Regions from separate parts of the Canis lupus genome. Here region 1 is linked to region 2. A link is a contact called in public Hi-C data. All regions are on one chromosome and are shown on one strand. Each heading gives the region's core, a stretch centred on a gene start, on an enhancer-like site or on the middle of the called end of the contact. The rest is flanking DNA. Distances are from core to core; before and after follow the strand shown.

Region 1 (6,004 bases), core at 481-2,980, 130 kb before region 2:
AGATAGGAGGATACATGATTCAACAAAGCATTTTTCACAGGAGTTACTGTCCAGACAAGTTCTGCGACCTGCTTGTCAAATCCAATTTGATTGCACTGGGTTAAAATGAACTCCATTGACTACCTGTCTCCACCTCTGCCAATCACCCAGAAGGACATCGACTGGTTTTCCTTTAGAGTTATACTACTGAGAGCAAGAAAGTAATTCTCATTTAATGTATTTATCACACTCAGGGTGCAACTGCTAAGTACTTTGCATAATTACTTAATTTAAACTTGAAGACTACACCCATTTTATAGACTAGGAAACTGAGTCTCAGAAAGGTTAAGTTACAATGAAGGTGCAGAATACATGGCAGTGCCTATATTCAATCCAAGTTCGTCGGATTTCTTTTCACTCTACCACAACACCCTGCTGATGAAAATACATAAACTTATCTGAAGCTTGTATATATATATATATATATTTTTTTTTTTTAAGTTCTTGTCCAGGAACTCAAGACCTAGGATGACAAATCATTCTATCGCTCCTACCCCTCTCCTTTCCTACCCACTCCGCCGCACACCTTTCCTCTGCCACACTACTCACACCCATTGCCTAAACCCACCTGCCTGCTCTCAAGCCTTTACAGAAGCTGTTCCCTCTGCTTAGGCTGTCCTCGCCTTCCTCCTCCCTTAGAGAAATTCCAACCCCTCCGAAGTCGGGGCGGGGGCGGGGGGGGGGGTGCAGCGACCGAGAAGGCTTTGCTCCCTCTCCCCGGGAGAATGGGCTGCCTCCGCCCCAGCTTCTACCACTTAGTTGATCTTTCCGCATGTCACTCATTGGAATCGGCGTCTGTCTTCACCTGCCTCTGTAGCCACTTCCAGAAAGAACCCCTCAGAGCCACACCTCGGGGCCTGCCTCTTAGCATCCTCCCAACTGCGGGAGTTCAATAGCCGCTGGCTGAGTTAATGGATGAATTTTATTTTACTTGTCATGTTGTGGACTGAATCGTAGGCAGGTGGTACCGTGAAGCGAACTGGCTCTCACCAAGTGACTTTACGGAGAAGCACGAAGTAGGAAGGTTTCACTCACCCAAGGCCAGTTTTGTTTTGTTTTGTTTTGTACCAAACCCCGCCCCCGTCTCGGCAGAGGCTCCGCCCAGGCCAGGGATGGCCCCGCCGTCTCGGCAGAGGCTCCGCCCAGGCCAGGGATGGCCCCGCCTCCCGCCCCCGCCAAGCAATCGCTCCTCGCGCCTGCGCGAGCCCCGCCCCGAGCCCCGCCCTAGCCCCGCCCCGTCTCGGCAGAGGCTCCGCCCAGGCCAGGGATGGCCCCGCCTCCCGCCCCGCCAAGCAATCGCTCCTCGCGCCTGCGCGAGCCCCGCCCCGAGCCCCGCCCTAGCCCCGCCCCCGTCTCGGCAGAGGCTCCGCCCAGGCCAGGGATGGCCCCGCCTCCCGCCCCCGCCAAGCAATCGCTCCTCGCGCCTGCGCGAGCCCCGTCGGCAGAGGCTCCGCCCAGGCCAGGGATGGCCCCGCCTCCCGCCCCGCCAAGCAATCGCTCCTCGCGCCTGCGCGAGCCCCGCCCCGAGCCCCGCCCTAGCCCCGCCCCGTCTCGGCAGAGGCTCCGCCCAGGCCAGGGATGGCCCCGCCTCCCGCCCCCTCCAAGCAATCGCTCCTCGCGCCTGCGCGAGCCCCGCCCCGAGCCCGCCCTAGCCCCGCCCCCGCCCCGCCCCTAGCCCCTAGCCCCGCCCCCGTCGCCGCCCCGAGGCCGTGGCGGGCGGTTCAGGCCGGCCGGAACCTCTCCTCCCGGGCCCGCCCGCCATGACGATCACCTACAGCTGTGTCGCTAATGGCCGAGCGGTCCTAGCGGAGCTGGCCCTGACCGGCGGCTCCTATCAGGTACCGGGGTCCGGACCTCCGCCTGGGCAGGTTCCGCCTCTTCGAGGGTGGTGCCTGCCGGGCCCGCCCCTCAGGACGCTGCGCCGCCCGGCGGTCGGGGCCGAGGCCGGCGGGTCTCGGGCGAGAGCCCCCGCGCTTCCGGGTCGCGGGTCGCGGGGCGCTGGGCGCAGTGCGCCGCCTAGGGGTGGGGGGGGGGGGTGGTGCGCGCGCCCCCCTTGGCGGGCACGAGCCGCCGCGTGCAGCTGCGGTTCCAGAGGCCCTTGGAGGTTTTCTCTCCGCCGCGGAACAGTGACTTGCAGTTCAGCCCACATTTATCGAACATGTGCCAGTTGCATAGTCCCGGGGTACAGGTGTAGGGGGCGCAGCGGCGAGGAGAAGACGGGACCTTGATGAGCTCCTTGTCTCGTTAGGACCAGGGGCTGTAGAATTTGTCCGACGGTGCGAAAGTCCTCGGGGGGGGGGATCCCTGGGTGGCGCAGCGGTTTGGCGCCTGCCTTTGGCCCAGGGCGCGATCCTGGAGACCCGGGATCGAATCCCACGTCGGGCTCCCGGTGCATGGAGCCTGCTTCTCCCTCTGCCTGTGTCTCTGCCTCTCTCTCTCTCTCTCTCTCTCTGTGACTATCATGAATAAATAAAAATTTTTTTAAAAGTTTAAAAAAAAAAAAAAGAAAGTCCTCGGGGGGAGACGGGTCGAGATTGCTCCTGGGGCTTCAGGATGGTGGCTGCTTGGGGACCACAGCAGGGGTGACTGGGGCGCTTGGCCTAGAAATCTTGTGAGAGTTAGCCTGAGACAGGGAAGGGAAAGGGGAACTCGGTTCGGGTGGAGCAGCACGGTGTGCTTGTTTGGGGAACCCCAAAACCTAAGCGTGGCGAGAGCACAGGGTCGCGGTGCGGGGGGGGGCTAAAGATGAGGTCCGGAAAGCGGACAGCGGGTGCTTAACGAAGGGTCGGTCCTATAGTGTGGCTCCTTGTATTGTAGGGAAACTGGGGAGCGATTAAACAGAGGAATGGCAGGATCTGATTCATCTTTGGAAAACCTGGTTTGGTTCCAATATGGGAAGGTGGCGTGGAGGGGAGAAAACCAGTTGGCATGGCATTGTCGTTTCTGTAGGAGCTCAAAGAGCCTGAGCGAAGGGCCGGGACGGTGCAGATGGGAGGGAGGGCGCAGATCCTAGAGAGACTGTGAAAACCGAGGGGAACTGGGCCATGCCTAGAATGATTTTCCTTTTTTTTTTCTTTTTTTGATTTCCCCCCCCCCGCCCCAGGATTATTGAGACCTAATTCACATATGATGGTGTATAAGTTTAAGATGTACTACGTGATGATTTATCAAACATTTTTTTTTCAGGTGGCATTAAACAAGATTGAAATTACAGAAGGAGGAGCAGGATTTTGAAGGAGGAAGTCAGAGGGAATGCAGGGGAGGAGAGTATAGTTTGAAACGGGTTGTAGTTTGTTGCCTGTTGGAAGTGGCCAATCTAGTTGGGTATTTTTTCCTCCACCGGCCAATCTAGTTGGGTATTTCTTCCTCCGCCTTATTCCCAAAAGATTGAGGTCAAAAAAATGTCCAACAAGTAGCGCTCAGAGAGTCATGGCTAACAGTTGAAGCTAGTAGAAGAAGGTAGAAAAGAAAAGTATGAAAGTGAGGAGAGAAGAGGACCAAAAGGCAGAACACTGCAGGAGCAGGGTAGAGAAATGGGGCACCAAATGAGAGCTGTGGGTCCGAAAAGCCAGAGAAGAAAGTTAAAGGAATGGTTTATGCCCCCAAAGAAGTTGAACAAGACTTAAAAAGTGCTCATTGGATCCCCAATTAGAAAATGATTGATGGTTTTAGGATTAGCAGTTTGGAAAAAGCAGTAGAGGCAAAAGCCCCATTGCTTGAGGCCAACTGAATGGGAGGTGAGGGAATAGGAAGAGTGGAGTTAGACCTTCTCACAAGATTTTAGAAGGGAAGTGAGATAGAGTAAAAGCTGAAGAAGTATGGTCCAGGAAGGGGCCTCACTTTTTAAAACAGGAAAGACTTTCAACGTATGTGGGCTAATGGAAAGGAGAAAAGGTTTACAATAAAAGAGATGAGGTTGGGGATCCCTGGGTGGCGCAGCAGTTTAGCGCCTGCCTTTGGCCCAGGGCGCGATCCTGGAGACCCGGGATCGAATCCCACGTCAGGCTCCCGGTGCATGGAGCCTGCTTCTCCCTCTGCCTGTGTCTCTGCCTCTCTCCCTCTCTCTCTTTCTCTCTCTCTCTCTCTCTGTGTGACTATCATAAAAAAAAAAAAAAGAGAGAGAGAGATGAGGTTATTGGTACAGCAAGACCTGAAGGAACAGAAGGCGTAGAATCCAGCGTAGCTGGGCTCCTGAGTTGCTCAGTTGGTTAAGCATCTGCCTTCAGCTCAGGTCATGATCCTGGGGTCCTGGGATTGAGCCTCGCATCAGGCTCCCTGCTCAGTGGGGTGCCTGCGTCTCCTCCCTCTCCCTCAGCTCATGCTCTCTCTCTCTCTCTCTCTCTCTCTCTCGCTAGCTCTCTCCCTCTCTCAAATAAATAAATAAAATCTTGAAATTAAGAAAAAAAAAAGGAATCCAGGGTAGCAGTGGAGATGTGAGTCTTGGATTATAGGAATATCCTCTTTATCTCAGGGAATAGAAGAGTGTGGACATAGAGATATAGAACTGGTCTCCTTCTGGGTTCTCCTCTTTGCCAGTCCCTAAGTGCTATGTTCTCCAGGCTTCTGTCTTCACTACTCCTTTAACTTGTCACATTCATTCACATCCATGGACACCTTTACCTTGATCCACTTCCAAAGTAATCTCTCTCCACAGTTACATCACCTAACAGAAGAAGTTCAAACATATCATGTCTGGAACTAATTAAATTTCCCAACAGCTTCCTCCTCATCTGTTTCTCATCTTGCTGAGTGGTTCTACTGAGCCGTTCAAGCTGGAAATGAGGAGGCATCTTCCACTTTCTCATCTTCTACACCTTCATATTTGTTCATTTGCCATCCAGTTCTATCAGTTCTGTCTCCTGCATAGGTGTTGAACACATCTTCTTGCTTCTGAACCTTCTAGGCCCTGATTACTTCCCGCCAGAGTTCTTGAAAATGCCTCCTAGACATGATCTCCCAAACTTCAGCCTTGTCCCTCTCGAACCGCCTAAAAGGAAGTATGATGTCACTCTCCTGCTTAAAAACATTTGGTGGTGCCTCATTACATTCAGAATAAAATCCATACTCATTAGCCTGGCATTCGAGACCCTCCTGGTAGGGCTTTTCCACGATTGTCTCCTTCTCTTCCCACACATCCTGGTGCTCCTCCAGCTACCCTGAACTTCACACTCATCTCACCAAGGTCTTTATACCTCCCATTCCCTCTCCATGGAACCCACTTTTCTAAATTTTAACAATATAACCTCTTTTGTGTTTTGTAACTTTTCTCAAAGCCTCCCTGAAGCCTTCTCTATGCCCAGGCTAATTTACATCCCTTTACCAAAGTACGTAAGGGGCTGAATTGTATTCTTTTTCTGATCCCTTGCAGCCATCAGACTCCTTCAGGGCAGGAACTGTCATCTCTGTCTTTGCAGTGTACAATGCCTAGTGTATAGTAGATTGTCAACAAACGGTTAAGAAGGGAGAAAAACAGAAAGCTGAAGCAGCTCACAAGCCCAGTGGCCTTTCTTTCTGAAGCATGCAGGGAAGTAAGAAAGTAGAAGGACCTGGAGCAGTATGCAGTTGGAGGAAAGGACTAAAGGTTTGGTAAAACTGCTGTGCAGAAGCTGACCAGTGAGAAGTAAAAGAATGACAAGGAGCTTTAAGGAACAGTTTGGGGTTTTTCTTAGATTTTTATTTATTTGAGACAGAGAGAGAAAGCACAAGCATGCAGAGAAGCAGAAGGAGAGGGAGAAGCAGACTCCGTGCTGAGCAGGGAGCCCAATGCAGACACCATCCCAGGACCCCAAGATCATGAAGTGAGCCAAAGGCAGACACTTAACTGACTGAGCCACCCAGGCTATCATGTCTTTCCTCTGGGCTAAGTATTAATGTCACAGATATTTTATATTCATTAGAAAAATATTAGTATCTACCAAAGCGTATTCATGAAATCAAATCCACTGCTATTATAGGGTCCTAGAGC
Region 2 (5,475 bases), core at 191-2,690:
TACTAGAAATGAAGTTATTAAAAAAAAAAAAGATTAGCAGCACCCCGCAGGATTACCTCAGTTGGGGAATTAGGTTTACGAAACGAACAGGAAGAAGCAATGCGTGTGCAAATAATTCAGTGTCTACAGATCACGTATGAACAAAAGACCACAAAACCCCTCAGATTCCATCGAGGTCACTTATTCGAAACAACGAATGGACAGCTTGCTCACCACACCTCGTCATACGAAGTTTCAACGAAGCCAAGAAAGCATATTCAACATCGCTTCAGCCTTATAAACCCAACTTCCTAAAGTTGATCCCTCACAACTTAGGTCTACTCTACCTCTTCCGCAGCTGTCAAAGCAACGTTCCACCTCAAGAACTCCCAACGCATTCTGAAGGAGATCCGGGTACCAGTCACACACGGATTCCCAAAGCAAGGATTCCCTACACTCCGCAGGGAAGCCGTGCGGGGGCCCCGATACAGACACAATGAAAAGGCGGCGGCAGCTGCAGCATGTGGCGCAGCGAGGCCGGCCCCTCCCCCTCGGGCCCCACGCGGCGCCTGCGCACTCGGGACACGGACGCCGCCGCCCTCCTCCTCCAACTCCCCCGCCCTTCCCCCACCTTCCGCGGGCCTCTCGAGTCACCCCCTCCGTCTCCTACTTTCTTCTTCCCTCTGAGCGAGTGGGGCCCAGCGGGCACGCGGGGAATCGACTCGGGGCAAGAGCCGTGGCAGCGCGCGGCTCCAGAGGGACGAAAGGCGCGTGCGGCGCGCTGGGGGAGGGGGAAAAGAAGAGAGAGGCGTGCGGTACCCGTCATCCTGCTGATTCTTGCTCGCGTTGATCTTGGATCCCTCTGCGAACTCCTCTATGTTGCTGTACTCGTTCATGTCCTCCATGGCGGCGGAGTTGTCGGCCGGGGGGTGCTGGCGCGCAGTCCGGGTCGCGGCAGCAGCGGCGGCGGAGCGTTGTATGGAGCTGGATTTAAAATGGCGGCGGAAGAGATCCGGGCGCCGCCTGCGCCCTCCCTTTATAGCCGCCCCGCCCGCCAATCGGGAGGGCTGCTGGGCGGTGACGTGGCGTTGGGCCCGGCGCGCCCCCTGCCGGGCCGAGCTGGAAGCGAGCGAAGGGAGGAGCGGGGCGAGCTGCCGCGGCGCCCGCGGCCGCCAATGGGAAAGGCTGCGGGAGGCTAAAGTCGCGGGAGCGGAGGGGAACAATGGCGGCGGCACATGGGAGAGCCGGGGCGGGACCTCCATCGCGGCCCTCCCGGTGAGGAGCGAGGTCGTGGGTGAGGGGGCGCGGGCTTAAGAGGAGAGAAGCGTCAGAAGAGGAAAACGAAGGGGCGAAGAGTCCCGGGCTCAGGAGTCCGAGCAGCGCCGTCGCAGGGCCACCGTCCCTCCGGTCTTGAGAGCCTTTGTCTCTGGCGTCCGGTCCAGCCCACTGCTAGCAAAGAGCCGTCAGCCCCGCCTCTTCCCAAAGCCCTCGGTCCCCCAGTGCGGACTGCGGCGGCGGCGGGGGCGGCGGCGGCGGCGGCCGCTGCTCTCGATTAGCACCGTGGCCGGGCTGCTCCCGACACAGGCGGACTGCGCCCGGCGCCGGCGGCCGAGACAGCGAGCGCGCCCGCCCGCCCGTCCGCCCGCCGCGCGCACGCGTGTTTCGTCCTCGAGCCGGCTGGAACCAGCCGAGCAGGAAGCGGGCGCGCGGGGGCCTCCGCAGCCGGTCGGCCGGAGCCCGGGCCCACGCAGTCAGGCCGGCCAGTCCCAGTCCCGGCCCCGGCACGGCCTCTCCGGCAGGCTGCGGGCGGGAGGAGGGCCGCGAGCCCGGCCCGGTTACTGTAAACACGCCAAAGCGGAGGCGGTGGGCGGGGAGGGGGTAGGTGCCGTAGGGGGCAAGGGGCACTCACATCCCCGGCGCGCCACTCGCGGGGCTCCCGTCTGCACGTGCCCCGGGCCGCTCCCGCTCGCTCCACCAGTCTGCGGAGGGCGCGCGCGCGCCCGCGCACCCGGCTCCCGCGCTCGCTTCTTTGTTCCCGCCCACGCGAGGCCCACGTGGACGGGCCGCGTTCGGGGCCCTCTGGTGGCCAATCGGCGTCGCCGCCTGTGCCCGCCCCCGCCCGCTCGGGCTCCGCGAGGCCGCCCCTCCCCCCGCCCACGTGGTGTCGGCCTCGGGCCCGGGCTGCTGGGTGGCGGCGGACGCCCGTGCCGCGGTGCTGTGCGCCTTGGGCGGCGCGGCCCTGCCCCTCGTGCTCCGGGCCGCACGCGGGTGCCGGGCGGCACGTTCCCGCGGGGCCGTGGGCAGCCCAGGACCGTGTCGGGGCGCAGTGGGCGCCGCCCTCCGCCCTCCCGCTAGTAGGCCGATTCCGGTGCTTGCATCCGGCAGGGAGATGGTCGTGCTTCCCGTGCCCGCCGAAGTCACCGTCATCCTGTTAGATGTCGAAGGTACCACAACCCCGATTGCTTTCGTGAAGGTGAGGGGCGGAAGGGAGCGGTGCTTGAAAGCAATTAAAAACATTTCTTTCTTTCTTTTCTTTTAAGTGCTGCCCACCCTGGACCAGAGACCTGACCTAAGGCGTGGGAGAGGCGGCGTGGCGCTGCACTCGCCGTGGGGGGAGGGAGTAGAAAGGCTGCCGTGCGGCAGGTTGCGGGGATAGGCCCTTCGTCGCCAGCCCCTGCTCTCGGTCAGATGCCGATGGGTGGGACGCGGGTGGGGACGGGATGGTGGCTGGCGGAGGGGGGCGGCGGCGGGCAGACCCGCCCGCGTGGGGAGACGGGGCGCCCCGCCCCCTCCGCCAGGTGCGCTGCGTCCGCCGGGCTCTGGGCTGGCTTCGGCGCGGCGGCGGCGGCGGCGGCGGGGGCCTGGAGGCTTCCAGTCCCTAAGACGTGGACGGGAGTGTCAGGATGGCTTTTTTTTTTTTTTTAATATTTATTTATTTATGATAGTCACACGGAGAGAGAGCGAGAGGCAGAGACATAGGCAGAGGGAGAAGCAGGCTCCATGCACCGGGAGCCCGATGTGGGACTCGACCCCGGGTCTCCAGGATCGCGCCCTGGGCCAAAGGCAGGCGCCAAACCGCGGCGCCACCCGGGGATCCCCTCAAGATGACTTTTCAGGTAGCCCGGCTGACTCGCCCCTTTTCACTCCTGCTGGTAATGGCCGAGTAGCACTCTTCGTGTTATTGGACTGTTAATCACTGTGGAACGCTGATTCATTAGCCTGTAGCACAAAAAGGTCTAGATTCCGTTCATTTTTCTCTGAAAATCATGGAAACTTGAAGCTCTTGCCCAAAGCCTCTATCCTAGGGCGTCACTATTAACCAAGCAACTGTCTACACCTACTTCGTAGGCTTATTCGCGAGCTCTGCGTTATAGCTGGGCTTTAAAAAATTTTACCTATATTCGGGCGGCCCCGGGTGGCTCACTGGTTTAGCCAGGATGTGGTCCTGGAGTCCCGGGATCGAGTCCCGCAGCAGGCTCCCCGCATGGAGCCTGCTTCTCCCTCTGCCCCCCCCTCTCTCTCTCTCTCTCTCTCTCTCTCTCTCTCTTTCATGAACAAATAAAAAATCTTCAAAAAAATACCTATATTCTATTAGAATAAATATCAAAACAATGTTTAAGATTTTATTTATTCATGAGAGAGGCAGAGACTCGATTCCGGGACCCTGGGATCACAAACTGAGCCAAAGGCAGAGTCTCAACCACTGAGCCACCCAGGCGCCCCTAGATATCAAATATTAATATAATTTAAAAAATTCTCAGGTCTAATCTACGCTTTGACTTCTAGAGTTTTAAGATGAAAGCATTGTCTAGAAGGGTTTGCATACAATAATAGTAGGGATACTGTTGACAACGTAGTTGAAAAACTCGTCTTCCAACAAATTGAGCAGTCTGAGTCTTAAATTTTTAAAAGTTTTATTTTTAAAATTACCTGTGATAAGGATTTTCTTCTGTGGATTAAAATCTGTACACTTTTAGGACTCCAATATAACAACCACTTACAAGTTTTTTTTTTTTTATTTTTTTCACTTACAAGTTTTTTAGAGAATTACAATACCATCTTAGCACAAATTCTTAGGAAATCTAGTTTGACTTTTTTTCCTCAGTTTTTAATCACACCAGAGGCCTCTGCAGGCAGAGGATATCTAGGATATCTTATGCAAATCAATTTTGTAACAAAACATAGTTGCCTCTCCCACCTCTCCAAACCCGCCCTGCCCAACCAATCCTGTCTTTTACCAGATGATATTATGAGCCACTTCTTGAAATCTTTGTGATAGACTTATTCTACTATCTTTCTGAGAATTAAAATGCCTTCATGACCTAAGTAGATTTTTTTTTTTTTAGTTTGACATTGACTTATAGGTAAGGTCAAGGAAGGCTGCAAAAAATGATCTAGGGTGTTTTGTTTATTTCTTAAATTTTATTAATTTTTCAGATTTAAATTCAACTTAGTATATTCGTATCAGCGTAGAGTTTAGTGATTCATCAGTTGAATGTAACACCCAATGTTCTGAAATGAAGGATAGTTTCTTGTACTTGGTCTTGTTGTTATTTTAGTTTTATTATTATTATTTTATTCACATTATCTGTTATAATTTAATAACTTACTATTAATTTGTTACACATTAGTTTATCAAATCTGATGTTTCCAAAAGTATATTCAGAAGAAGTGAAGTCTGTGGATATTTATAGTAATTCTGCAAAAAGGATTCGTTATTAAATGCATTTTGGGAAATGTTAGGCTATATAAGTTCAACTGGTTTCTTTATTGCACAACTTCTCAGAGCTTTTATACACATACACACATAAATGCTTAATGCGTCTTTAAGAGAGTGACATTTAACAAATTTACTTGAATAAATTTTCAGCAGAGTATGTCAAGGACCAATCTTTTGAACACCTATTAAAGAGATACTAAATTATATCCTTGAACCTCTGAGCATGGAGGTGGGAATTGGAAGATGTTTGTTCTACTTTGAAGATTTATTTTATTTATTTGAGAGCGAGCAAGAGTGAGGGGCGGGGGCGGGAGGCAGATGGAGAGGGAGAAGCACACTCCCTGCTGAGCAGGGATCCTGACTTGGGGCTTGATCCCAGTACCCTGAGATTATGACCTAAGCCAGGGGCAGACACTTAGTGGATTGAGCCTCCCAGGTGCCTGTTTGTTCTATTTTGGACTTTGTGAGTCACATTAAGTATGTAGGACATACAGCCCTACTTTCTGTGGAAACAAACATTGATATATATATATATATATATATATATATATATATATATATGCAACTTGTGTACTTAACTCATCCTGAGAACACTGTGAGGTGTGTGCATTGTCCACGTCATTGTCCACATTTTACTGACAGAAAACTAAGGTTCTTAAAAATTGAAAATTGGGAGGATTTGAACCCAAACTGTCCTGACTCAAAAACTCTTACTCTTCAGATTATTGCTCTTGACCTCCAAAATGAAACCACAATGATTGCTGTGTCTTTGGCTT

Evidence for each region. A called contact is a pair of places that touch in the nucleus more often than the background predicts.
Region 1: a Hi-C map of blood shows a contact between it and region 2, with 3 times the contacts expected there. The contact joins the promoter of LOC478449 here to the promoter of HNRNPDL in region 2. A contact is called at or near these places in 2 of 9 Hi-C or Micro-C datasets (both in blood).

Annotation. Positions count from the first base shown.
Region 1 is chr32:33,722,300-33,728,303 of UU_Cfam_GSD_1.0, reverse strand. LOC478449 (vesicle-associated membrane protein 714-like) reads left to right here and starts at 1,730. Exons shown (of 9, transcript XM_038582308.1): 1 at 1,730-1,877. The coding sequence starts at 1,800. It overlaps LOC102152686 (a long non-coding RNA gene), which reads right to left and starts at 1,977. Exons shown (of 11, transcript XR_005382912.1): 1 at 1,815-1,977.
Region 2 is chr32:33,590,628-33,596,102 of UU_Cfam_GSD_1.0, reverse strand. HNRNPDL (heterogeneous nuclear ribonucleoprotein D-like) reads right to left here and starts at 1,440. Exons shown (of 8, transcript XR_005382909.1): 1 at 799-1,440; 2 at 1-2. It overlaps ENOPH1 (enolase-phosphatase E1), which reads left to right and starts at 2,228. Exons shown (of 6, transcript XM_038582291.1): 1 at 2,228-2,452. The coding sequence starts at 2,369.